Regions from separate parts of the Mus musculus genome. Here region 2 is linked to region 1. Evidence: chromatin contacts called from public HiChIP or PLAC-seq data. All regions are on one chromosome and are shown on one strand. Each heading gives the region's core, a stretch centred on a gene start, on an enhancer-like site or on the middle of the called end of the contact. The rest is flanking DNA. Distances are from core to core; before and after follow the strand shown.

The links. HiChIP or PLAC-seq counts read pairs in DNA pulled down with a chosen protein or histone mark.
Region 2: a contact with region 1 is called in an H3K27ac HiChIP or PLAC-seq map of microglia, with 3 times the contacts expected there. The contact joins two enhancer-like sites. A contact is called at or near these places in 4 of 484 Hi-C or Micro-C datasets (CD8 T cells, the G1E-ER4 cell line, the HPC-7 cell line and 1 more), 4 of 115 datasets of contacts at active chromatin or transcription factors (bone marrow-derived macrophages, effector CD8 T cells, microglia and 1 more) and 2 of 9 other capture datasets (adipose tissue and pancreatic islet).

Annotation. Positions count from the first base shown.
Region 1 is chr14:65,109,973-65,116,101 of GRCm38.p6, reverse strand. It overlaps a transcript of Extl3 not described here. Among named protein-coding and RNA genes, the nearest start is that of Gm52119, 14 kb to the right of the region's middle. Within about 2 kb of position 2,416, at least 107 of the 459 cell types and tissues checked have an H3K27ac peak or open chromatin away from gene starts, as enhancers often do. A contact at or near this core is called in the HPC-7 cell line, adipose tissue, bone marrow-derived macrophages and 2 more, where this site is marked.
Region 2 is chr14:65,343,246-65,349,374 of GRCm38.p6, reverse strand. No RefSeq gene overlaps it. Among named protein-coding and RNA genes, the nearest start is that of Zfp395, 12 kb to the left of the region's middle. Within about 2 kb of position 3,699, at least 112 of the 459 cell types and tissues checked have an H3K27ac peak or open chromatin away from gene starts, as enhancers often do. A contact at or near this core is called in the HPC-7 cell line, adipose tissue, bone marrow-derived macrophages and 2 more, where this site is marked.

The DNA.
Region 1 (6,129 bases), core at 1,167-3,666:
CATTTTATAATAAGATTAAAAACATTTACAGTAGTGAAGAGACCACAGCGCTAATTCTCTTTTTATGTTTTGAAAAGCTAGCTATAGGCTTTACATTTTGGTGGTTGGAGTGATGGCTCAGTGCTTTGGCAGAGGACCAGGGTTCGATTCCCAGCACATACTTGGTGGCTTACAGCCACCTCTAACTCTAGTTCTAGTGTACCCAGTGCCCTCTTCTGGCCTCCCCAGGCACTGCATGCATATGAATCACATACATACATGAAGGAACTCATGCATGTACAGTTTTTTAAAGAGTGACTGGATTGGGGACATAGCTCAGTGGGAGAACTCTTGCCTAGCATGTGCTACGTTCTAGGTTTGATTTCCCCAGACCCTCCGTAAACAACAAACAAGCAAAATATGCCTGTGTGAGGGCATCAGATCCCCTGGAACTGGAGGTACAGACAGGCGTGTAAGTGCCATGTGGGTGCTGGGAATTGAACCGGCATCCTTTGGAAGAGCAACCAGTGCTTTTAACCACCGAGCCATCTCTCCAGTAGAGTACTGACATAAAAGCACAAAAGACCAATGGAACAAAACAGAGGTTGCAGAAATAAATCCACACATTTATGGACAACTAAACCAAAATAATGAGCTCACACAGTGAGGAAAGGGAGGACGTCTATTCATGGCTGGCAAAGACTGAAATCCACTTGCACGAGAATGAAACTGGACACATCACACCATACACAAAAAGCTCTTCAGCTGAGCAGTGGTGGCACACACCTTTAATCCCAGCATTCGGGAGGCCGAGGCAGGTAGATCTCTGTGAGTTCAAGGGCAACCTAGTCTACAGAGTGAGTCCCAGGACAGCCAGGGCAGTAACACAATGAAAGCCTGTCTCTAAAAAAACAAAAACCAAACAAACAAAAAGGTTATTCAAATGGAGTAAGACTTAAATATAATACTTGGATGTTTAAAACTAGTAGAAGAGAATACAGGATGAAATACAGAAGAAATACAGGATTCTTGACACTGGCTTGGGAATTTAAGTTTGGGATATGACCCAAATTACAAAAGACAGTACACACACACAACAACACACACGATTAGATTAGATTTAAAAAGTTTCTGCACAGCAAAAGACATGACCAGCAGAATGAATGAAGAGATAACTCATGGCAATAGAAGCAAACTCTATAAGGAACGTAACGACATGGAATAAAAATTTATAAAGAGACAAGCAAGCTAGGCCTGTGGCACAAACCTTTAGTCCTAGGTAGCATTGGGGAGGCAGAAGCAGGTGGATGTCTGAGGTTCAAGGTCAGCCACATCTGCATAGCAATTTCCAGGTCAGCCAGGACTACATACTGCGATCCTTTCTCACAAAAAATAAAATAACAACAACAACAATAATAATTAATAATAATAAATGAAATTTAAAAGAATGTTTAAGAGAAAAATTAAAAAGAAAACTAGCTGGAGGCATTGTGCTCCCAGTGTAGTTTAAATTCGGGTATGGGATGCCTCTGGCTATTTATTTTTGCCCCAGATTGTGTAATTTATTTAGGATCTTGTGGTTCCCTATGAACTTCAGGATTGCCTTTTTTTCCTGTGAAAACTATCATTGATTTTGATAGGAGTTGAATAGTATGGGCATTTTATTTGGTTTGGTTTGGTTTGGTTTGGTTTGGTTTGGTTTTGGTTTTTCAAGACAGGGTTTCTCTGTATAGCCCTGGCTGTCCTGGAACTCACTTTGTAGACCAGGCTGGCCGTGAACTCAGAAATCCGCCTGCCTCTGCCTCCCGATTGCTGGGATTAAAGGCGTGTGCCACCATGCCTGGCTTAGTATGGGCATTTTAACAGTAGTCATTGATCCCACCAGCACAGAAAATCTTTCTGAGTCATCTTCAGTGTTGGTCATCAACATTTATAGTCATTGCAAGACGGTGTGGTCTGTCTCAATGGATAGGGGAAGCTTTCACAGGAGACAGGAAGAGAGAGAGAGAGAGACAGACAGACAGACAGAGAGACAGACAGACAGACAGAAGAAAGAGAAGGGGGAGAGACTATTATACATTGAAATATAATCTTCTGCCCTTCAATGGTTCCCCATGAACTCCTGTCTCTGCCCTGTGCCCTTCCCTTCCTCCATCCTTCCCTTCTTTCCTTCCTCTTTTCACTCATGGTGGTGTGTGGGTGAGAATCCAGAGCCCTGAGCATCCCAGGTAATTGCTGTACCACTGAGCCACACCCCAGGCTGTAGCATGCATTTCTTAAGCACGATGACATTCTCGTACCTAACCACAGGAAATTCAAACTGCTGTAATGCTATTAAATAATGGAGTCTGCCCACAAATGTCATCATTGTGCCAGTCATACATGTCAGGACCTTTTTGTCAGTCTGATCCAGTTCACCCGTTACACTGTTTGACTTCACACCCCTGGCCTCCCTCCCCCTCCGCCTCCTCTCCTCCCTTCTCTTGCTTTCCCCTCCCTGTCCTCTCCAGAACACTGGCATTCTGGGAATGTAGGTCAGTTTGGGGAAATGTTCAACTTGTTATTGTTTCCTTATGGCTGGATTGCATAATGCTTTTTATTTTTAATCTTGTCTTTTGAAGTAATTTTAAACTTAGCAGAAGTTCTCAGAGTTATATAGCACTTTGTTATAATTTTGTAAGTTTGAGGTTACCCTTAGCCAGATTTACCAGTTTCTGACAACTTTGCCTATGTCCAAATTAATTTTCATTCATATTCTTTCTCTCTTTTGTCCCCCCTCTCCCTTCCCCCAACTCTTCTATCCATCTCCTCTTGTTCTCTCTCTCCCACTTCCCTATAATCCCCCCACCCCACCCCCCACTACTCATTTCAGTTTTTGTGTTTTGAACAGTAGAGTGAACGGGAGGTACCCTTAGGTCACAATTCTGGAGAAGATTCTGTGGCCAGGAGCTGACCACCAGAGGCTCAGCATGTGCAGACAGGAAGCCATTGTAGACAGGAAGTGCCCTGTGGGGCGCTCAGAGTTTGTGCTAACTGGACTCAGGATGGCTGGAAGGGCAGTTAGCTCACCACTTACGACGCTTAAGTATTGGGACTTAATTCCACAGGCAAAACCACAGCGGGCTGTGGTCCTTGCCTGTGACCCCAGCACTTGGGTGGAGGTTGGAGTTAGGAGGGCCCTCTGGTGAGAAGTGAGTTTGAGGCCAGCCTGCACTGTGCAGACCTGGGGGATGGGAGAATGAAAACTAGACAAAGTGCAGATGAGTCACACACAGGAGAAATCACAGTGCAGAAAGGTTTTATGAGACGGGATGTCGGGACCGAGTGTAGCTCAGAAGAGGAAGGGCAAGATGAGCCATGTGGTAGAAATCCTGGCCTGCCAACTTGTGAAGGCTGGAAAAGGGTGGTCCAGGGGAATGCTTTTGGTTTCCTATTGTGTGCTACCCATTTTATATATGATGACTTGTTTAATTATCATAACCCCCCCCCCCCCAAGCAATAGCGGTGAGTTATTACCGTGGCCAGGAGCTGTCATAGTAAGTTTATGACACCATTGACATGCAGACCCACTCTGAAGTCCAGCGGGTTAAGAAGCCTTCGTTTGTAGAAGCATCCTTGTCAGGCTGCGATAGCCAGTTGGATGTGGTGGATGAAGACCACGGGAACGTAACAGCCTGTGTTTCCACCTTGGGCTACAGCCTGGTTGGTGATGGTGTTACCTGAGGTTGTGGTACCTGAAGAAGGGAGAGACCTGGGCAGGTGGAGAGAAGGATTTCGCTTGAGAGCTGAATGAAGTTGATTTGAACAACTGATTTGTGCAAAACAGGATAAGATGCTTAGTGGGCAGTGTGGCTCCAGGGGAAGGGTCTAGAAAAGACAGGTTTGACTGCTGGCATCACAGTTATGTTCACCTCTCCAGGGCAAAATGCAGTGGTGGCTCAGCAGAAATGGGAGGCCAGGCATGGTGACACACACCTGTAGGCCCAGTCCATGGGACGAGGAGGCAGGAGGAATGACCCTGGGGACATCCTTGGCTACAGTATAGTGAACCCTTTTCTCAGGCCTGGGATTTGCCATGTAGACCAGGCTGGCCTTAACCTCAGAGATCCTTCTGCCTCTCTGCCCATGTGTGTGTCCCACTGTACCTCACTTATGGATGATTTTATTCCTTGGTTCCACACTGACATAGCTGTCAACTCCGCTTCCGTCCCCTTTCTCTTAAATTGTAAAAACTATTTATTTTATGTATGTGGGTGTTTTGCCTGCATGTATATCTGCATACCGCATGTGTCTCCGGTGCTCAGAGAGGCCAGGATGGTACACCAGATTCCCTGGAACTGGAGTTACAGATGGTTGTGAGTCACTTTGTGGGCCCTGGGAATGGAACTTGAGTCCTCTACAAGAGCAGTCAGTTGTGTTCTTAACCACTGAGCCATCTAGCCTCCATTCCCCTTCTCCCTTGATTTTCTCCCAAGTTCCTCACACACAGCATGTGTGTGCTTGTGACAGATATTAATGAAGATGTGGGCAATTTTATATCCTTAACAACGCAAATAACTTGAAGTCCAGAAATAGATGTTGCTATTTTAAACAGCCATTACTGGGACTCTTCCCCAAACTGCAACCTCGTCCTCGCTGTTATCTGAGCTCCATCTCACTTTACCTCCAGGATCCATCCGTGGAACCTTTCTAGTGTGCCCTTTTATCCATCTCCCTTTCATTTTTCCTTCTAAGCCATGGTATCCTCTCCATCCACACTCTGAGCACTATACCATAGTAGTTCCCTAAACAGACGTCTTTGCATCATCCCTCAGAGGAGTTCTGGCACTGGCTGCAATACTATTATTTTTATTCTAGTACTTATTCCTAACTGTAAAGGTGAATGGGCAGTATTTAAAAGAGATCGCGTCTGCTGCCTTCTGTTTTCTTCGTGAAGCGTACAGAGGTTTGTTTCTCTGCGGAGCTAAATATGGGCCTAATGATGATGTCACAGCTGGGGTCAGAGAGCCAGTCAACAGAAATGTACCGGATTTCTAACCCTTCCCAAGATGTCATGTTTACACTGTTGCCTCTTCTCAGAAAGCCTGCAGACTCGTGGAACTGATTTGCTGCCGGAGATGGAAGATTTCGTTTACTGAGCACAAAGGTCAACAGGAGAAATTGAAGAAGCAGCGGAAGACAAGGGAGTGGGATTAAGCAAGCTGGAGCCTGGGTAGCGGAAATGAGCATCTCCTCTTCTCTGACCCCCTCTTTTCTTCCAACACAGGCACAGGGCGCCAGGAGCTTCTGATGGTGATGCTGCTGGGAGAGAGGAGTTACAGTGATTTCTCACTGGTCCCTAACAGATTACCCCAAGATCAGGGATTTAAAATGCCAGTGTTTACTAGCTCACACTTTCAGAAGGCTAGGGACCCAGGAATGATGTGGCTTGGGTCTCTGATGAGGCTTATAGCACCTGCAGGCTGCACTTGGGCTGGGCCATCAGCTCCAGTTCCCCGGAGGAAGCCTTGATTCCTCTCTACAAGGGTCTCTCCGTAGATGCTTTTGGCCTCAAAGTAAGATCTTTTCGTTTTCTTAAAACATTTTATATTTGTGTATATGTTGAGTGTGTGTGCCACCGTGTGTGTGTAGATTGGAAGGCACTTGTGGGAGTTGGCTGTCTACTACTACTGTGTGGGTCCTGGGGATTGACCTCAAGTCATCGGACTTGGGCAAGGTGCCTTTACTTGCTGAGTTATCAGTCCAGCCTCTGATGGCGAGGTTTTATGGAATTGAGTGATTCAAGAAAGAACGGTCAAGGGGGGGAGGGGGACTGGAAAGACCTCCCTAAATCTTGGAGATGACATACCATCACCTTAAAAACAACAAAAACATAGCCGGGTGTGGTGGCGCACGCCTTTAATCCCAGCAGGCGGGAGGCAGAGGCAGGCGGATCTCTGAGTTTGAGGCCAGCCTAGTCTACAGAGTGAGTTCCAGGACACCCAGGGCTACACAGAGAAACCCTGTCTTGTAAAACCAAAAAAATAAAAAATAACAAACAAACAACAACAAAAAAAACACAGGGGTCTTGTGTAGCCCTGACTGTCCTGGAACTTACTCTATAGGCTGGCCTTGAATTCAGAGATCCATCTGCCTGTGCCTTCCTAGTGC
Region 2 (6,129 bases), core at 2,450-4,949, 230 kb before region 1:
CTTATCCAAAGGGTCTGCCTGAGGCTAAGGTAAAGATATTTAGATTAATTGCACTGGCAAAAGAAATCTCAAAGCATCCTAGTATAGAGTCTTTCCTGTGGTTCACTCTCACGAAGAACAGTTTGATTAAACAGAATAAACTGAGCAAGGAAAATGCAAACTGTGTGATTCAAGGACGAAAGGAGCACCAGGAAGCGAAGTGAGCTCAATCCTGGATTCAAGGAGATACACAATTAAGGATATTAAGTGGAATTAAGGGAATAGTGACGTCAGGGCAAGATCCCATCTAGCTAAACTTCCATCTTGTGAAAAGGAATTAAAGAAAAACTTAGGTCCAGGCCCTTAAACTCGGCACTCAGGAGACAGAGTCATGCTGATCTCTGAGTTCAAGGCCAACCTGGTCTACAGAATAAATTCCAGAAAGGCCAAGCATAGTCAGTGAAGGAAACCATTGAAAAGAGAGAGCTGAAGATGTAATTGAACAAGAAGGCCATGTTCTAGCCCCAACAAACGACAGAATTTGGAAGCTTTGGCCACGTGGTTCTGGATTTAGAGTCAAGAACAGAGGAGGGAGGTTATAGAATCTCCCTCTGCCACTAAGGAAAGTCCCTGAGGCCAGGCATGTGTCAAGAGGTATCTCTTCACAGGGCAGTGGTGGCGCACGCCTTTAATCCCAGCACTTGGGAGGCAGAGGCAGGTGGATTTCTGAGTTCGAGGCCAGCCTGGTCTACAGAGTGAGTTCCAGGACAGCCAGGGCTACACAGAGAAACCCTGTCTCAAAAAACAAAACAAAACAAACAAACAAAAAAAGACCTCAAAGCCCACTTACACAGTGACAAACTTTCTTCTACAAGGCCACACCTACTCTAACAAGGCCACACCTCTTAATACTGCCACTCCCTGTGAGCCAAGCATTCAAGCCCATGAGTTATGGGGGCGACACCTACTCAAACCACCACATTCCACTCCTTGGCTCCCATAGGCTTGTAGTCATAACATACTGCAAAATGTATTTAGTCCAACTTCAAAACTTCAAACTCTATGGTCTACTACAGTTTCAACAACCTTTAAATGTCCAAAGTTCAAAGTCTCTTCTGATGTTCATGCAATCTTTTAACTGTAATCCCCTAGGGTAAAAAAAAAATCAAAAAGCAGATCACATACTTCCAACATATAATGGCCCAGGATATACATTACCATTCTAAAACACAGGGAAGGAAGGGAACACAAGGAGAAAATACTGGAGCAAAGCAAGACTGAAAGCCAGCTGGGCAAACTCTAAATTCTGCATCTCCAGGTCTGATGTCAAAATGTTCTTCAGAGCTCCAACTCCTTTCAGCTTTGTTGACTGCAACACACTTCTCTCTCTTGGGCTGGTTCAATTCCCAGTGAGTAGCTTTCCTTGATGGGTACCACAGCTCTGGCATCTCCGACATCTTGGGACCTCCAAGGCAAGCCAGGCTTCAACTTCACTGTCTCACACAATGGCCTCTCTGGGACTCTATAAAGGGATACCTCTTTTTTTTTTAATTTTCTTTTTCTTTCTCTTTCTTTCTTTCTTTCTTTCTTTCTTTCTTTCTTTCTTTAGAGACAGGGTTTCTCTGTGTAGCCCTGGCTGTCCTGGAACTCACTCTGTAGACCAGGCTGGCCTCGAACTCAGAAATCTGCCTGTCTCTGCTTCCCAAGTGCTGGGATTAAAGGCATGCGCCACCACCGCCTGGGTGAGGCTTTCTTTAAAAGATTGTGTGTACTGTTATTGCATTCTCTTTTTAAATTTCTTTTATTTATTAGACTCTCTCTCTCTCTCTCTCTCTCTCTCTGTGTGTGTGTGTGTGTGTGTGTGTGTGTGTGTGAGGCATACACACACGTGGCACCACATGAATGTGCAGGTGAGAGGACTCCTCTCACAAATCAGTTCTCTCCTTCCACCATGGGGTCCTGGGATTGTCCTCAGGTTTTCATGCTTTCTGTTTGGTGATCCATCTTGCCACCCTTCCTCATGCCTACCTGCTTTGTCATGTATTGTCATGGTTGCCCTTCAGTTCTCTATGTAACCAAGGATGATGTCCCGGAACTTCTGTTCCTCCTGCCTTCACTTCCCAGAATGCTGGGATTACAGGCATGCACCAGCAGCCCTGGCTTCTGCAGTTCCAGAGCTAGACCCAGGAGCTCAGTGCCTATCAGGCAGGCACTCCACCATGTGAGCCGCCGCATCGCCAGCCTCTCTGTTGACTCTTTGAAGGGAAGAAGTCAAGGAGTATTGCACAACACACAACAACGTTTCCAAAACTTGTCTTTCCAAATTCCTCTCCTCAGAATTAAACTCCCACATCTGCAGTTTCTCTCTGCTTCTCTCTCCCCCCTTTTTTCCTGCTGTCTTCAGCCTTGCTTTTCTTGTTTCTCTCTCTTCTCCAGGGACAATGGGAGTGCTGTAGACCAGCTCTGCAGAGAACCTAGCAGCCTGCGCTCACCAGGTAGAGAGGCTCCTCCCCCACAGGAGTCAAGGAGTAGACAGGGCCTAGGATTCTAGCTATCTCAAGTGTTTAAATGGATTCACTAATTTTATATTTCTTTATTTTATTTTATGCATATAACCATTTTGCCTGTCTGTGTGTCTGTGTACCACATGTGTCAGATCCTCTGGATCCGAAGCTATGAACCAACATCTAGGGACTGGAAACAGAACCCCTGTGTTTTGTAGGAGCCACAAGTGCTAGTAATCGCTAGCCACCCCGTTTCAGCTTTCCTTTCCTTTCAAAATGTCTGTGCCGATATCCTGGATGTGTTTTCAAGGAGGACACACAACCCACTCTCCCCCTCAGAATGTCCGTTGCTGACCAAAATGCAAAAAGACTGTCCACCCATGCTTTTTCTGGATGACGACATAGATCTATGCTCTTTCTGGATCACCTACACCCTTGTCCCTGGTGATCCACTCAGGTCTCCATCACTGAAACTATTCAGGAAAGAGAGTGACACACCAGGGACCCTTGGTGTCTAAGATTTAGTGACTATGAATGTTTCTGTCCCCGTGTATCTTTCAGCTAGAACCAACTAATAATTGTTATCAAACTTCCTTCCTTCTCTCCCTCCTACCCTTCCTCTCTCTCTCTCTCTCTCTCCTTTCATATCACTAAGAACCAAGAGTACTCTCTCACAAACAAGAGAAGACAGCTCTGGAGTGCTTGCCTAGCATCCATGAAGCCCTGGGTGATCTCCAGGTATGACAGTGCTCACCTGTGGAGTTCTCGGGAGGTGGAAGCTGGCCATCACCCTTGGCCCTGAATCCAGTTCAAGGTCAACCTGAGATTCATGAGAGGCTGTGCCAGCAAAATAAGATAAATATAATACATAAATAAGCTTGGTCTTAGCAGTCTTAGCAAGCTGTGGAGACTGAGGCAGAAGATCATTCATTCCAGGTCAGCCTGATCTATTTAGCAAGATCCTTTAAAAATGCATACATTTTATAAAAGCTAAAATCTCCGTCTATATTTTATTCACGATTCAGACAATTACAGTCTCCCGAGGTTAAGTGTTATCTGTCTAACCCTCCTTTTGTGCTGGTTGAAGTGTGTCCTGTTTGCAATTGCAGTGATACTTCCTGAAGAATTGGGCTTGCTGTCTAACCCACATCCATGGGACACACACACTTGGCATGACTCATTACGGGAAGTAGAACACTTAAGAAGTGATAGTTGTGGCCAGCACCCAACTTCCATTATTCTAGGAGGGAAAAATAAACTCCGTGCCAAACTTATTAGTCAGACTTCTTTTTAGAGATAAGTAAGAGGAACTCGGTTTATGCTAGCTTAAGCAAAAAAAAGAGCAGACTTGTCTGCTTAACTGAGAAATCTAGAAACACTTCAGGCCATATTGCACACTGGTCAAGAGCTCTAATATGGAACTAGACCCATTCCCAGCTCTGGAGAGCCCAAGTTTAAACCTATTTGTAATGATTTAGTCTCTAAATTTCTCATGTCCGTTTATCTTAGTAGTTTCATTTATTTTTCCTACCTCAAAAGAGCCTCCCTTCCCCTGAAAGGACTTCCTTCATATATTAGGGAACACAGTTTGTTGGCAACTCACAACTCTGACATTTCAACTTAGCAACTCTAGCAGAAAACAGCCTTTTCTCTCCCAACTACCTCCTTGTTTGTCATGGGGGTTGGGGGAGACGACTTGTAATTGACTGCGGTGATAAAAAGCCCCACCCACTAGACCACTGATCCCAGAAAGGGTAGGATTCTAGGATGGTGAAGCCAAATGAAACCACAGGGAGAGCTGGCAGAGGAGTTAAGAGGGCTGCTGCTGTTCCAGAGGACTGGAGGTCAGTTCCCCACACTGGGCAGTGCACCACAGCCTGGAACTCCAGCTTCGGGAGATGCAGCACCTCTGGTCATTTGGGAACCTGCACTCACTCACATATACCCACATGCAAGCACACACACAATCTAAGATAATAATACATCTTTAATAACTAACACCAGGGAATAGAGGACTGATGTTCCAAATTAGAGACACTAATGACAGAAAATCACACGTCCTCACACAATAGGGTCAGCGCTTTGGGGGGTGGGGTAATTCAAAAGCCTCCTGTTCCCTTCCTTCTCTATGTTTGTGACTTCTGACTGACTAGAGTCTTTATGTGGTGTGCTTCAAGTCCTCAGATATAAACCGGTTAGGTAGTGGTAATGGATACAGTAGCAAATACCACGTACAGCTACAGTTTCTCCGTGCTTTGTATTTTTCAGATGAATGGAAACTCATTTGAGGAAGGTATTGCCCGGTGTTCGCTAATTTTTGCGAGTTCATTTGTGGAGCACATTAGGTTGTGTGAGCAGCCCTCTGGCTCATCCTAGTTAGAAAAACCAAGCACAAGCTATTGAATTGCCTAGAACAACCCCCAAAGGGCTTATTTGTGTGTATTGTGGCCAGATGCAAGCATGTGAACTACGTGAGGACCAGCAAATGAATCAGTTCCTGGAAAAAAAAAAAAAAGTGGCAGAGACCCACTCAGGAACAAGCACGCAGCAGGCGTCCACCTCTTCGAGCAGCAACACTAGAAACACCGCTCCATAGTCCTATCCTAAAGGATCCAAGAAATTCAGGGCCTAAAAAAACGATGTGCATGCAACCCTTCACCAACCACAGTACTGTGTGTGCAGGGTGGAAGGCGCAAAGGCCAGGAGGAGCTGTGCAGCCACTAGGAACTTGTTTGAAGACTGCGCTGCGCCGGATCATCCAGCTCCTATCCAGGCCCACCGCAGCCCCGGCCCCCAGCCCGTTCCGCTCCCTCAGCTTGGAACTCCGGGCCACGTTTTCGCGCTTGCTCTCCCACCCCCCTCCGCCAACACCGGGTTACTGCTCCCCCGCCAGGAGTAAACAAGCAGCCGGAGCCCGCAGCCAGTAAGCCGGGCCCCTGAGCCCAGTTTCCTGCGCCAGCCCTAGCAACAGGCCCCGCCCCCACGACAGGCCCCGCCCGCATGCCTTCTTCCACTCCCACCCCTCCGTTCCTTCTCTCGCCGGGTCCCGGAGCGCTAGAGGCCCGGAGCCTTCAGCCAGCCTCCTCCCAAGGGACCGCCCCGCCCACGCGGCCCCGCCCACGTGACTCGCGCTATGGGCCGGAGAGAAAAATAAGCTGGGGGCGTGGCCAGATCCCGTCCCGCCCCGCCCCGAGGCCTGCGCGGCCTGGCTCTGCTCCAGCCCGCGAGCCGGGCTGGGCTTCGTGGCGGCGTGTATGCCGCTTCTGTTTCTGCAGGCGCAACGCGCTTTGCTCCATCTTCCCTATAGCCTCTGCTCGGCTGAACCTCTTAAAGTCGCTGCCTGAGCCCCAGAATCGGCCTTTCGGTCCTTAAACGTATACATTCCGGCGGCGTAAACGCGCACCCCTGCGCGGTCAGGGTGGCGCTGGTCGCCCTTTCCTAGAAGGTGAGCGAACTTGAGGTTCAGGACTGAAGAGATCCACTGTCAGACTCCACCTCCTGTTGCTTCTGTCTGGTCTCTTACTGGTCAGTGTCAAATGACTGACCACTCCAAACCTGCAGCCCAGTCTCAGCCCCCGCCTCATCCGGGGACAGCACAACTGCTATAATGGAGCTAGGCATAGCTGGCAAAGAGAGGTGGGAGGCC